Linked DNA regions of Sus scrofa: all the other regions are linked to region 1. Evidence: chromatin contacts called from public Hi-C and HiChIP or PLAC-seq data. All regions are on one chromosome and are shown on one strand. Each heading gives the region's core, a stretch centred on a gene start, on an enhancer-like site or on the middle of the called end of the contact. The rest is flanking DNA. Distances are from core to core; before and after follow the strand shown. Region 1 has its middle 570 kb from the start of ZNF608. Region 2 overlaps LOC102165655 (a long non-coding RNA gene). Region 3 has its middle 150 kb from the start of ZNF608.

Evidence for each region. Hi-C and Micro-C count contacts between places; a contact is called where the count stands out from the background. HiChIP or PLAC-seq counts read pairs in DNA pulled down with a chosen protein or histone mark.
Region 2: a Hi-C map of fetal heart ventricle shows a contact between it and region 1, with 3 times the contacts expected there. The contact joins two enhancer-like sites. A contact is called at or near these places in 2 of 47 Hi-C or Micro-C datasets (fetal heart ventricle and heart right ventricle).
Region 3: a contact with region 1 is called in an H3K27ac HiChIP or PLAC-seq map of skeletal muscle. The contact joins two enhancer-like sites. A contact is called at or near these places in 1 of 47 Hi-C or Micro-C datasets (fetal skeletal muscle) and 1 of 2 datasets of contacts at active chromatin or transcription factors (skeletal muscle).

The regions. Positions count from the first base shown.
Region 1 is chr2:127,587,073-127,590,571 of Sscrofa11.1, forward strand. No RefSeq gene overlaps it. Among named protein-coding and RNA genes, the nearest start is that of ZNF608, 570 kb to the right of the region's middle. Within about 2 kb of position 1,914, at least 15 of the 83 cell types and tissues checked have an H3K27ac peak or open chromatin away from gene starts, as enhancers often do. A contact at or near this core is called in skeletal muscle, where this site is marked.
Region 2 is chr2:127,299,991-127,303,990 of Sscrofa11.1, forward strand. All of the region lies in intron 1 of LOC102165655 (a long non-coding RNA gene), which reads left to right. Among named protein-coding and RNA genes, the nearest start is that of CSNK1G3, 290 kb to the left of the region's middle. Within about 2 kb of position 1,916, at least 11 of the 83 cell types and tissues checked have an H3K27ac peak or open chromatin away from gene starts, as enhancers often do.
Region 3 is chr2:128,004,372-128,007,974 of Sscrofa11.1, forward strand. No RefSeq gene overlaps it. Among named protein-coding and RNA genes, the nearest start is that of ZNF608, 150 kb to the right of the region's middle. Within about 2 kb of position 2,105, at least 27 of the 83 cell types and tissues checked have an H3K27ac peak or open chromatin away from gene starts, as enhancers often do. A contact at or near this core is called in skeletal muscle, where this site is marked.

The sequences.
Region 1 (3,499 bases), core at 664-3,163:
TCTTTTTTTTTTTTTTTTGTCTTTTTGTCTTTTTGCCTTTTCTAGGGCCGCACCCACGGCATATTGAGGTTCCCAGGCCCGGGGTCCAATCAGAGCTATAGCCTCCAGCCTGTGCCAAGCCATAGCAATGTGGGATCTGAGCCACGCCTATGACCTACATCACAGCTCACAGCAACGCCAGATCCTTAACCCACTGAGCGAGGCCAGGAATCAAACCTGCAACCTCATGGTTCCTAGTCAGATTCGTTAACCACCGGGCCACGACGGGAACTCTGCAAAGTCATTTTTCACGATCAGTTCACAGGGAGATATTTTCTTTCAAGTACAAGCTACAAGTATTTTTTTCAAAGAATGTGAAGGCTTCCAGAGGTATGGGATGTTACTTTTTTTAATCTGATAATACATATGGAGGAAGCAGGTTCTCAAAACAATGTTGATTCTGCCTCTTTTAAAAATATGAATTGCCTCACTTCTGGTCATATATAAAACTATCTGTTCTTCTTCGAACATGTTTAAGGAGAAGTTGGGCAAACAAAACTAGTTCTAAGGCACGGCTCCATTCGCATACTCTGCACTGATGCTTCTAGAAAGTGTATTTATAATGTGTATTTACTTTAAGAAGATCAAGACACTTACTTTTAAAATACGTTTCTGTGATATGTGCTCCCAGAGTTGGACATTAATCAAACCTAAGTAGAATCAACTGAGAGTCAAACTGAATCTCAGAAGCAGAATAACTGGCTTTAGAGAAAGGGCTGGAGGGCTTAGGAAAAGGTCCTCAGGGAAGCAGGCTGTACTTGGAATGTGAGTACCAGTCATTCTATGTGCCACTGGCTGTGTCTGTCCTTAGTGGTCTCAGATCCCATTGTGAAGGAAGGACTTTGGGAACATCCTTCTCCCTCTTGCCTCTCTTCTCCATTTGTAGGTTACATAGAAGCAAGACCAAGAGAGTATGAACTAACATTCAAATTTAGGGCTTATACTTTTTTAAGTTTTTAGTAAGATAACAAGAGTAAACAAAAGAGCTTTGTTCCCAGTCTTAATTTTAATTGGTTCATGCAAAGATATTTTCTAACCATTGGAATCCACAACCTAATCATTAACTTAATCATCCTATTAACTTTGCCAATATACATTGCTTTATGCCATACTGACCTACTCATGTGCACAAAATATGTGTGCAACATTCAGAGATACAGCAAGTTGTGTGTCTGTATGGAGAAAGACACAGACACACACACACACACACGCACAGAGCAGGTCAAGACAACAGCTGTTCAGCATTATTTACAATATACAGGCATCAGTGATGACCTAAAGAGCTGAAGAAAAAAACAGGCCATATTTTCAGCTTAATAAAACCCTGCAGTAGGGAGCCCTTTATGAACAATTACAAGCATTTGCCGGAAATACATTTGCTGATTTAACAAACTGGGTAGGACAAATGTTTAACATGCTGTCGTAATGATGTTCAGATGCTTTTCTTAGTATTCGTTGATCTGAGATAATGCGTTCTTGCCCAATCATTCTACAAAGCAGCAGCAGAAATAAATAAATAAATAGATGTAACGTGATGCGCTCCCACAATAGCAGCGCTGCTGACTGCCCCTGACAGATGGGGAAAAAAAAAGTCAATATGATGCCTGAGACAGCCCAGGCTTGGCACCGCAGAATAAATTACATGATTCGCTGAATGCCTGGGCTTCGCTCAGACATACAAAAAAATTGGAAAGATAAAAGCTTGCATTGGCTTCAGATGATATTTACTGCTTGATGGATTTACTAGCAGCCCCAGTACAGTCATACTGTATTGAATTATTGGCCTCTATTTAGCTGTGTGTCTGTCGGATCTTGAGTGTCCATTTAAGCGTAAGTGAGCTGGAGGCCCGCCAAGCCTCTCAGAGGCTCTGGGTACAGAGGGAGATGTGAGCTAATGGCCACCAGCCCGAAGAACAGAGAGCTGGAGGACACTGGGGGAGGCAACAAAGCCCAGCTACAAAGTACTTTCTTATCAATATTAATGCCAAAATAAATATTAATGGAGGCTGCCCGGCACATCATTTTTGAATGTGCCTTGTTTTCTTTGTATTTTAACACAAATGGCTGGAAATGACTGTGTGATTTTTCTCTTTCTTTCACATTTTCTTTCTTGCTCTGAATCTAAGCAAGAATTTGGAAAAGAACATTAGCTTTGCTCCTACCGTTGTCACAGCGGTGGGGTTTCTATAAGGCAAAGGAGGCAAATGAAATGCTGGTTTTAAGAGGTATACGGCTTCCAATAAAATATATGATTAGAATAGTAATGCACAGTATTGCAGCTATTGTTATGGATTCTTTATTGCATTGTGCTCAGGCAGTTCAACTGAGAAGTAGCATTTCATGTACAAAGAACCCAATGGGAAAGTCGCATTGTCATCTTAGCTTCAAAAAAAAGAAGGTGGTGTGTGGCAGGGGGGCAAAAGGGTCCATGGGGACTCTCTGTACTTTCGGCTCCATTTTGCTGTGAACTTAAAACCACTCTAAAAAAATAACATTTACTAATTAAATGAACACGCACACAAAGAAGGTGTAGGTACGGTGGGCATGGTGGGGAACAAAGAGAGCTAAGTGCCCAAGGCACTGGAGTGACCCAGAGTCCAAAACGTGAGTGAACTGAAATTGTGCATCATGTGTGCACGATGGGGAAGTGAGCGTAAGCCAGAGAGATGGAGCAGTTAAGAGAAGGTCTAGGGATTATTCCCAGGTTACTCACTTTTTATGCGAGTGATCAGGGGAAGGGTTACTGTGCAGGGCTCCAAAGTGAGATCTATGGCAGGAGTTTTCAGCTATCTGTGCAAGGGAACTGCTTCCCCCTGGGCAGCACAAAGCAACCCAGCATTCTCGGAAGATGCATGTGGAGCGTGCCAGATGACTGAATGCACAGGGTAGCTTCAAGAGGACCTCCTTGCTCTGGCGAGAGCACAGATAGCCTCCAGGAGCAGGAAACGGGCTGCAGGTGAACCATCCCCGTGTTAACTCACCATGGAACCAAAGCTGGGAAAATCACTTCATTCCTTTTAGCCACTATTTCCTAGCCCGTAAAACAGCTGCTGATGTCATCACAATAACAATTTACTACTTCACAAGATCTTTAGTGGATCAGGTGGGGCAGGAATGATGAAAAGGGGTATGTTATGGCAGCAATGCACACTCAGTGCTTTCACACTTGCTCATTTACTCTCTTCACAACACAGTGATGTGCATCTTGCTATATCCGTTTCATGAAAAATGAGATGTAGTGACCTAGCCCACGTCACATAGCTAGAAATGCCAAGAATGGACCCCACGCCTCCCCTAGGGTACACTTTCTGGATGAAAAGACAAGAGTGATGGTCATTATCTCCCTCTTTGGGGAGCAGGATGTGACCCTCTGGACCTGGACACATAGGCTTGAACTGGATGGCTGTTGAGGCTCTGATCAGGTACCCAAGGTCCCCTGCCGCTCACTCTACAGAGACCC
Region 2 (4,000 bases), core at 666-3,165, 290 kb before region 1:
GATGAGTATATACACATGTACATGCGTACGTGCACACATGTCCAAGGCAGTATTTACAGTGGAGTTGTGGCTTATGCTGGGATCAAGTTCTGAAGTCAATAGGTAAAACAGAAATCATGAATTGTAAACTTACGCCTGGAAAACTTTGAATTTGCTCCTGAAACAGTTATGTACAATTTTGTTTTCATAGTAACACTTGTGCATGCTGAAGTGTAAGTATGCACAGAATGAGCGAGACTGAAGAAAGGACAAATATAAAATCTTCATGCTCGTGTTTGGGTGTTGAAACCATTCCACTTGACATCGACAGCAGACATCAGAAACAGCTTGCATGTCCCTGGAGGGGATGAGAGGTGCATGATTTTAAGGGATTTCTGTTTTCTGGCATTTTATCTTAATAGTAGGCTTCTGTACACCTAGTAAATACTTCTTTTCTTCTGTAGTGAGAAGGATTAAAAAAGATAATGGGATCTAGACTCATGGGGGTTGGGTTCCAGAGTCTGTGTAAAAGGTAAAGGGATGTATGAAGCAATTCCACTTTATTTTCAGAAATTAAACTTTTTTGTTTTCATATTTTTAAAAATATAGTTGATTTACAATGTTGTGCCAGTTTCTGTCAGAAATTAAGCTTTGAGTCGATTTCACCTTGGAAGGCATTTTCTTTGTATTGTGTCTAGTTGCACTTACTCTTTTTTGTTAAGTGGAAGAAAAGATGGCTTTCATCTCCTTAAGTCTGTAACAATTAATTGATTGTTTTATTGTGTTTATCATAGAACCGATGTTTATAGAAAGTGATATCTTACTAGTCTCTTCTTACAATTCCGTTGACTTCCGCTGTGTGTGGTGGGTGAGTGTATCTAGACATCCCGGACAAACCTCTATCAGAGCTTGAGTGTGAGGGCGATAGAGACATGTCTGGAATTTCCTACACCCTGTGGGGGTGGGTCCAGCAGAAGCCTCATGATAGGAAGACAAAGGAACTTTCTGTGAAAATTCACCCTGCGGGGGGAAGGAATCTGGCCTGGGGAGCTTGGCCCAGTTGTAAAGGCTTAGTTTGGGTGGTAGCAGGGATGGATCTGAGGACAGCATGGTGTTTTTCACTCAGATCTGTCTCCTAGCCTAACCCTTCATGGACTCTTTTCTGACTGCTTGAGAGAGCAGGGTGGGCTGTTGTACTAGAAACTCTATAAGACGTGTAGCCCAAACAGCGCTGCCTTGGTAACCCTCTAACAGGGGCAGCTTGAAAGAATGGGACAGAAGCTGTGACCATTTGGCACCACGAGGCCTGACACGACAGCGGAAGTACCAGCAGGATCAGGATTATTCACGAATGACACGTGAGGCTCTGTCTGGGGGCCCCCAATTTGGTGAATGTACAAAACACAGAAATTTGAATTATTACTGTTCATGTGACCATATCTGTACCCACAGCCTAGTGAGGCTGAGAGAACATCTATTTTTACCTCTTTCGTAAAACATCGCTGGGAATGGTAATTGTTTATTTACATGTCTGCTCTCTTTGTAGGCTCTAAGGCCCTGTAGGCCGGGACTACATTTTATTCATCTTGGTTTTGCTAGAGTCTAGCCTTTGCTCCTGGTACATAGCAGATGCTCATTAAGTGATAGAGGTTTTTTTTTAAGATGAAAGAGTGATTTCTGTGTTTGTACCGGTTGACTATGGAAACAACTATCTGAAATATACAAGTTGGGGGGGGAGGAGGGAGAGGAAGAGGAGAAGGCTGGGTTTTGACTTTGTTTCCACCTTTTACAGCATCTTGTTTCACCAACACTTGCCAAGGGCACACATAAATTTGCAGATAGAGCCTCCTGCCTGAGAGGAGAATGCCGAATTCAGATTTGGGGAAGGAACCTCAGCATATCCCATTAGGTCAGAGCAGTGATGCTTTTATACAGAGGTTGGATAAGGGAGAAAAGAGAGTATTTCAGCTAGAGGCTTTGAAGGCCTGACAATGAGTGCAGCACAATATAAGGCTCAGTTTATTGTGTCTGAATGAATGCATTGGCATTTCTAGACTGTAACCTATACATCTGCTTTACTGGGGGGAGAGGGGATGAGTGAGGGAGCCCGAGAGAGGAGGGATTAGGGCTGTAAAAATAGAACCAGTGTGAGGAGCTGCAGAAAGGGATGTTAGCAATGACCTGGCTCAGCCACTTATGCAGCTCTGCCACATTCCTCAGAACAAACAGCTATTAAAATCCAAGTGCACAAAGCCTGTAGCAGGCTTAGTAATGACAAGCACTGTCAGCACACTATAATTAACATGGGGTGGTATAATTTATAAGGAATGCACTCTACAGTTTAATGCCAACATGGAGGGGGGACTATCTGTTGTTAGCCTGCAGAATCAAAAGTAGCCTCCTCCCTTGATGCAAGCATCTTTCTTTCTAAATGGGCTTTAATTTATTTTTTTAACTCATAAAAGCCTTTGTCACACCGAGTTAGTCTTGAGCGAGGCACAAGCAAGCCTTGGAGGTGACCCTTCACCTCCCCTCCCCCTCTCCTATTAATCAAGAAGGAAAGTCTCAGCAGACTGTCTTTACTGTACATAATTAAGCAGTTCTGAATGCTCAGTGAAACTCAAATGGGATGGCACGGAGCCTGGTAATATGACAGTTAATGGGATGAGACTAGCACTTATTCTGCCTCTATAATAAGCAAAGGCTCTTTGCTTTCCAACTGAGGACAGGAAGAGAAGGAAGCAGTCACAAAAGATAACAACAATGACAACCTGGGGTTGTTGGGCACCTCTCTCTACCTTTTATGATTGTCTCCAAAAAGGAAAGTGCACCCGAACTGGAAGAGATTACCTCTTAATTACCCTCACTCAGTAGCTGTAATAAGCAAAGGCTTTTACTTCTGCATAGCTGTGGATCTGTGTGAGAAGCATCCCCAGAAAATAACTCTTAATGGGAAGGTTTATACCTCTTTACTCCTTTTTCTGCCTCCTGCAAGCCTTTAAGCTGGTTGAAATAGCATCTTAATCCTACTTCCTTGGTGATGAGGATGTTTAAGAAAATGACAAGTTATTTTGCTTTTAGAGGATGGTCAACATAAGTACGTGTGATAAAGGACCATTTGCTAGCTAGGTCTGTGGCTTTCCTCTGCTGTCTGCTCCCCCCCCCCAAAAAAAAACCTAGCATCTCTTTGCTTCCCCTAAAGAAAGATACTAGGTAAAATTACTTTTGAAGCATGAAAAATATGGTGACAGGCATCAATGGTTATTTCTAGCTGCATAATCTTGGTATCACAAATTAAATAGGCTTGTTGGCTTTGTCCATTGAACAACTTGGTAGAAGGGAAAATCTCTTTGTGCTGTTTGAATTGTGGGAATAACTGGCATAATGCAGTAATTAAATGGTCCTGCAAAAGAGAGAACATATCAAACATTCATCTGAGAGGCAACCATGCAGTACCAGAAATCTGTACTTTTGTGTTCTGAGACAGCCCTGGGATGCAGAAATCGAAAGGAACAAAACCTGGCGCCCTGATGTAGGAACCAGTCCAAGTGACTACTCTGAATCGCTTAGAATGTAATTGTCTATACAGAGATACTGAAAAGGGATTGCTTATTATTACGGTTTCCAGGGAGGAAGTGGGGCGGTGGCCTGATGGGTCTAGGATTTGCAGAAAGCTGAGATTGGGAGTTGGGGTTTGTATTTTAGGCTCTGCTGCTGACCCTCTGGGCTTCCTTTAGAAAGTGCCTTGATTTCCCAAAGAATAAAGGAGAAAAACCTCTTTCAGTGATCTGAGGCTTTCAAATGCGAGAGAGTCAGCAGAAGCCTGCCTGATCAGCATCCCAAATTCTCTTTCTTTAGGGATTGTATTCTAAGATTAGAGATGGCATTTGGCTCCTGAGAGTGTTTTCTCTGGGTTTAGCTGAGAATGCAGGTGTTTTGCTTGAGAAACTGCGGCTGGAAACAGTGAGAAACACTCTGTTTTTGAAAGGTAACAATTTGGAGAACTGAAAACCTTCGCTTC
Region 3 (3,603 bases), core at 855-3,354, 420 kb after region 1:
TTAAATGTTAGCAGAAACTAAACTCCTGATCTTAGGGATTCCAGGAAAATTATATGACACACTGTTAGGAATGTACCGAAGAAATAGTTATATTGAAATTCTATTGTTATCAGTTAATATTAATTGCCAAGCACTCGATCAGCTTGGGGCTAAGCAAGTGATCCCAATCTTTCCATTCTTACATGCTAAGGGATAAGATAAAAAAAAAAAAAATAGATTCCTATTTGGGAGAAGCAGTCTCTTGTTTTTGTGATAAACAAAATAGTGCATTGAGTAAGTCCTGTTCTAATTTGATAAGGATCCAGGAGAGACTGATGGTTGAGGGCAGAATTCCAGGAGATTCCCTCTAAAAAGAATTGTTAGAGAAAAAAAATAGATGGAGAGTGAAAGATGGTTCCAGATGTTAGTAATGACGTCCCCAAGGGAACAGGGTTAGGTCAAGAAGTAAATGAAGAGGATTATGGCAAGACGGCTAGGAACGAAGCCATCCAGGCTGATTGTTGTCAGGTCCACATTAGAGGAGCTAAGACACAGTACCATAAATCATTTAAACAATCACACGAGAAGTTGATTATTTAATATGTTTTTGATTATCTAGTAACTACGTACAGATGTATCAAAATTGGTACAGACTTAATTCTTCAAACCGACCTCTTTACGATAGTGGAAGATGCTAGGTGGTCTCTACGAATAAGGCCTGTAGAATCCACCGGTCAGAATCCTGTCTGGTTTCCCAGAGTCCTGACAGGTAACCCCACTGACATTGGCAAACTAGCCAAAGCACAAGTGGACTGTCACCAGCTGCTGGACATTTTGCATTGTATATTTTCAATAAAAACGGTGGACTCATGGCTTTTGGAAAATACACTCACATAGCACATGTGAATATGTTAGGAATAAATATCTTATTTATTTAAAATAAGGCAATGGAAACCTCCTTTGCTACTAATAAAGCTGCATTGCAATAAATTCTAAATTTCGATCAATTGCGCTCAAGTATCACCCATATTATAAAGCACTAATTAATAGAAATAAATATGACAGAGAGAGTTAAATTAGCAGTTGTTTATGACATAACATGTATGCCCCAAAGTCCTAAGTTTTGTAATCTATTTTGAAGTTCCTCTTCAGTAAAAAAAAAAAAAAAAAATTAGAATCACACATGCCAGAGTTTCAAGCTCCAAAAGATCTGATTTAGCAAATACTCCTTAATAAGAGAGCCCTAGATATTCATAAAATTTATGATCAAAGAATTGTACACTAATATTTATGGCAAGCTATGCAACCAGGCAATAGACAAAGGTATCTATGAACACTCGTGGTTATAACCATTCAAGGCTAAGTATTGGTCTCTACAGTGTATGTGTAGATATAGACATAGTTAAAGCCACATCCATGTGTTCAGATTGCACAAAATTGTTGATTTCACGGCCGGAAGTTACCTTAAAGATCACGTTGCCCCAGAAAGCCCAAACCCAAAGAACCTGCGTTCCAACATCCTAGCTAGTGTGTTCCATGCTACCTAAATGATTTCCAGCAAAGCTCCGAGCTTCCCTGAAATCCCATAGGAAACAGTACAACTTATTGGCGCCACCTTACCGGGTTTTTCTGAGCAGAAGATGAGGAACAGGGTGTCATGCCCGCAGCAGTGCCTGGCAGAGGACAGGCCCAGTAGATATGGCATCCCTCAGCGTCATCAACCACAGCTGCACGACCCTAGGAGGGTTAAATGAGGACTCGACCAACATCAAACAGCTAGTAAGTAGAGAATTAGGGCTTGAATCAGGTTTTCCCACTTTCCACTCAGTGCTATGGCCACTTAACCACAGCTGCCCCTGATGCTTCATCCAGTTTAAGATCACATTTGGAAGAGACTGATTAATGCGGTCACCCCACAGTTCTGCTCAGCTGCATTTCACCTTCTGCAGTGCAGCCACTGGCATCGCGGGTGATGGGAGACCAAATCACACTGGAATGGGGCCTTCCAGCCAGTGAGAGAAATTCCTCTTGTGTTCCATTAGTTTAATTATGACACAGTTAAACAGACCCTGAGAAATTTCAAACCTGGGAACATGTGCCCACAGAGACACCCAGGCCCTGGCAGCGGTTCTTAATCACATTCCTCAGTCAGGTGTCAGGCAGAGCTCAGGCAGCGCTCAGGCACCAGCACACAAGCAAGTTTTGTTTAGAATACCTCAAAAAGCCAGCCAAGTGGCAAATGTGGACATCTGTGCTAGACTGTGGCTGTCCTGTTTGTGCAGTCTAATCTGTCAAGATAACCATTTCCCCATTCTCTTAAACAAACACAGACTTCCTTGTTTAAACACTATAACAGTTCTAACAGAACACACAGCTTTTAATCATTCTGCGTTAAGTACACTGGCAAGAGTCTGAGAAAAGAATCAAAACATCTTAAATGTAAACGGGCTGATTTTGCTGTTTTGCAAATCCCAGGAAACGGGAGAGAGAAACCCGAAATTCCAGATAAAAGGAATATATAGCATCGCAGCAGAAACTAGCGTGCATTTTAAAATTATCAGTGAATTAGAAATGCAATGGGGAACCCAGTTCAGCTTCTAAAGAAGAAGAAAAAAAAAAAAAAAGGAAAAGAAAGTGGGTCCATTTTTTTCTTCTTTTGCAAAAAGTTTCAAGTTTAGCAAATTTAAGTTTGTTGCATCAATTGTTTTGTATTATTTATAAAGGCAACCAACAGTCATGCCTGAGCCCAAGCTGTGCTGGGGAAAGCTATTTATTTTTTTTTTTTTTTTTTTTTTTTTTTTTTTTTTTTTTTTTTCTTTTTTTTTTTTTTTTGTTGTTTTGTATTTCTTGGCCTCTGGCATATGAATTCCAGCTAGAGTTGAATCAGAGCTGTAGCACAGCCTACCCAGAGCCACAACGCAGATCCGAGCCGTGTCTGCACCACCACAGCTCACGCACGCCGGATCGTACCACTGACAAGGCAGGACCGAACCGCAACCTCATGTCTAGTCGATCGTTACCACTGCGCCACGACGGAAACTCCGGGAAAGCTATTTAAATCAGGGCAAGGTTGCTTCACCACTGAGTTAACTCCCTCTTGAAAGCCCTTTAGTATAAAGCTCTGTCACAGCACGGCGCACATTCTTTTTCATTGATGAGGTGTTCTGGGTCATTTCCTAATATCCAAGAATAGACACGGAAGGCTGGGGGAAAAGACTTTCACGGTGGGACGAGCAGGAATATTGACAGTGCTGAAGTTCAGTTTGCGTTGCTTCAGCCTCACTGCTCTCGATTTCACTTGCAAAATATCCAAATGCACCCTGAAATGTGAAGACGTTAAGACTTCCATAAAACCCTGATATGTTTTCTCCTTATTGTTAAAGAGAAACATGATGGTTAAAAAATCCAAACACTCTCCATTCTTGAGCATGGTGCAAGTACAGCCGTTGAGATCTGACCAACTGGGATTCACATTCTGGTTCAACAACTCAATCATGCGACTAAACAAGCCAATAGGCCTTTCTAAGCCTTAGTTTCTTTATCCATAAAATGGGGATAAAAACAGCTTACAGAGTAAGCTTGTGGACAATAAAGGAGATATACTTGCAGTGGTAAGTGCTTCAT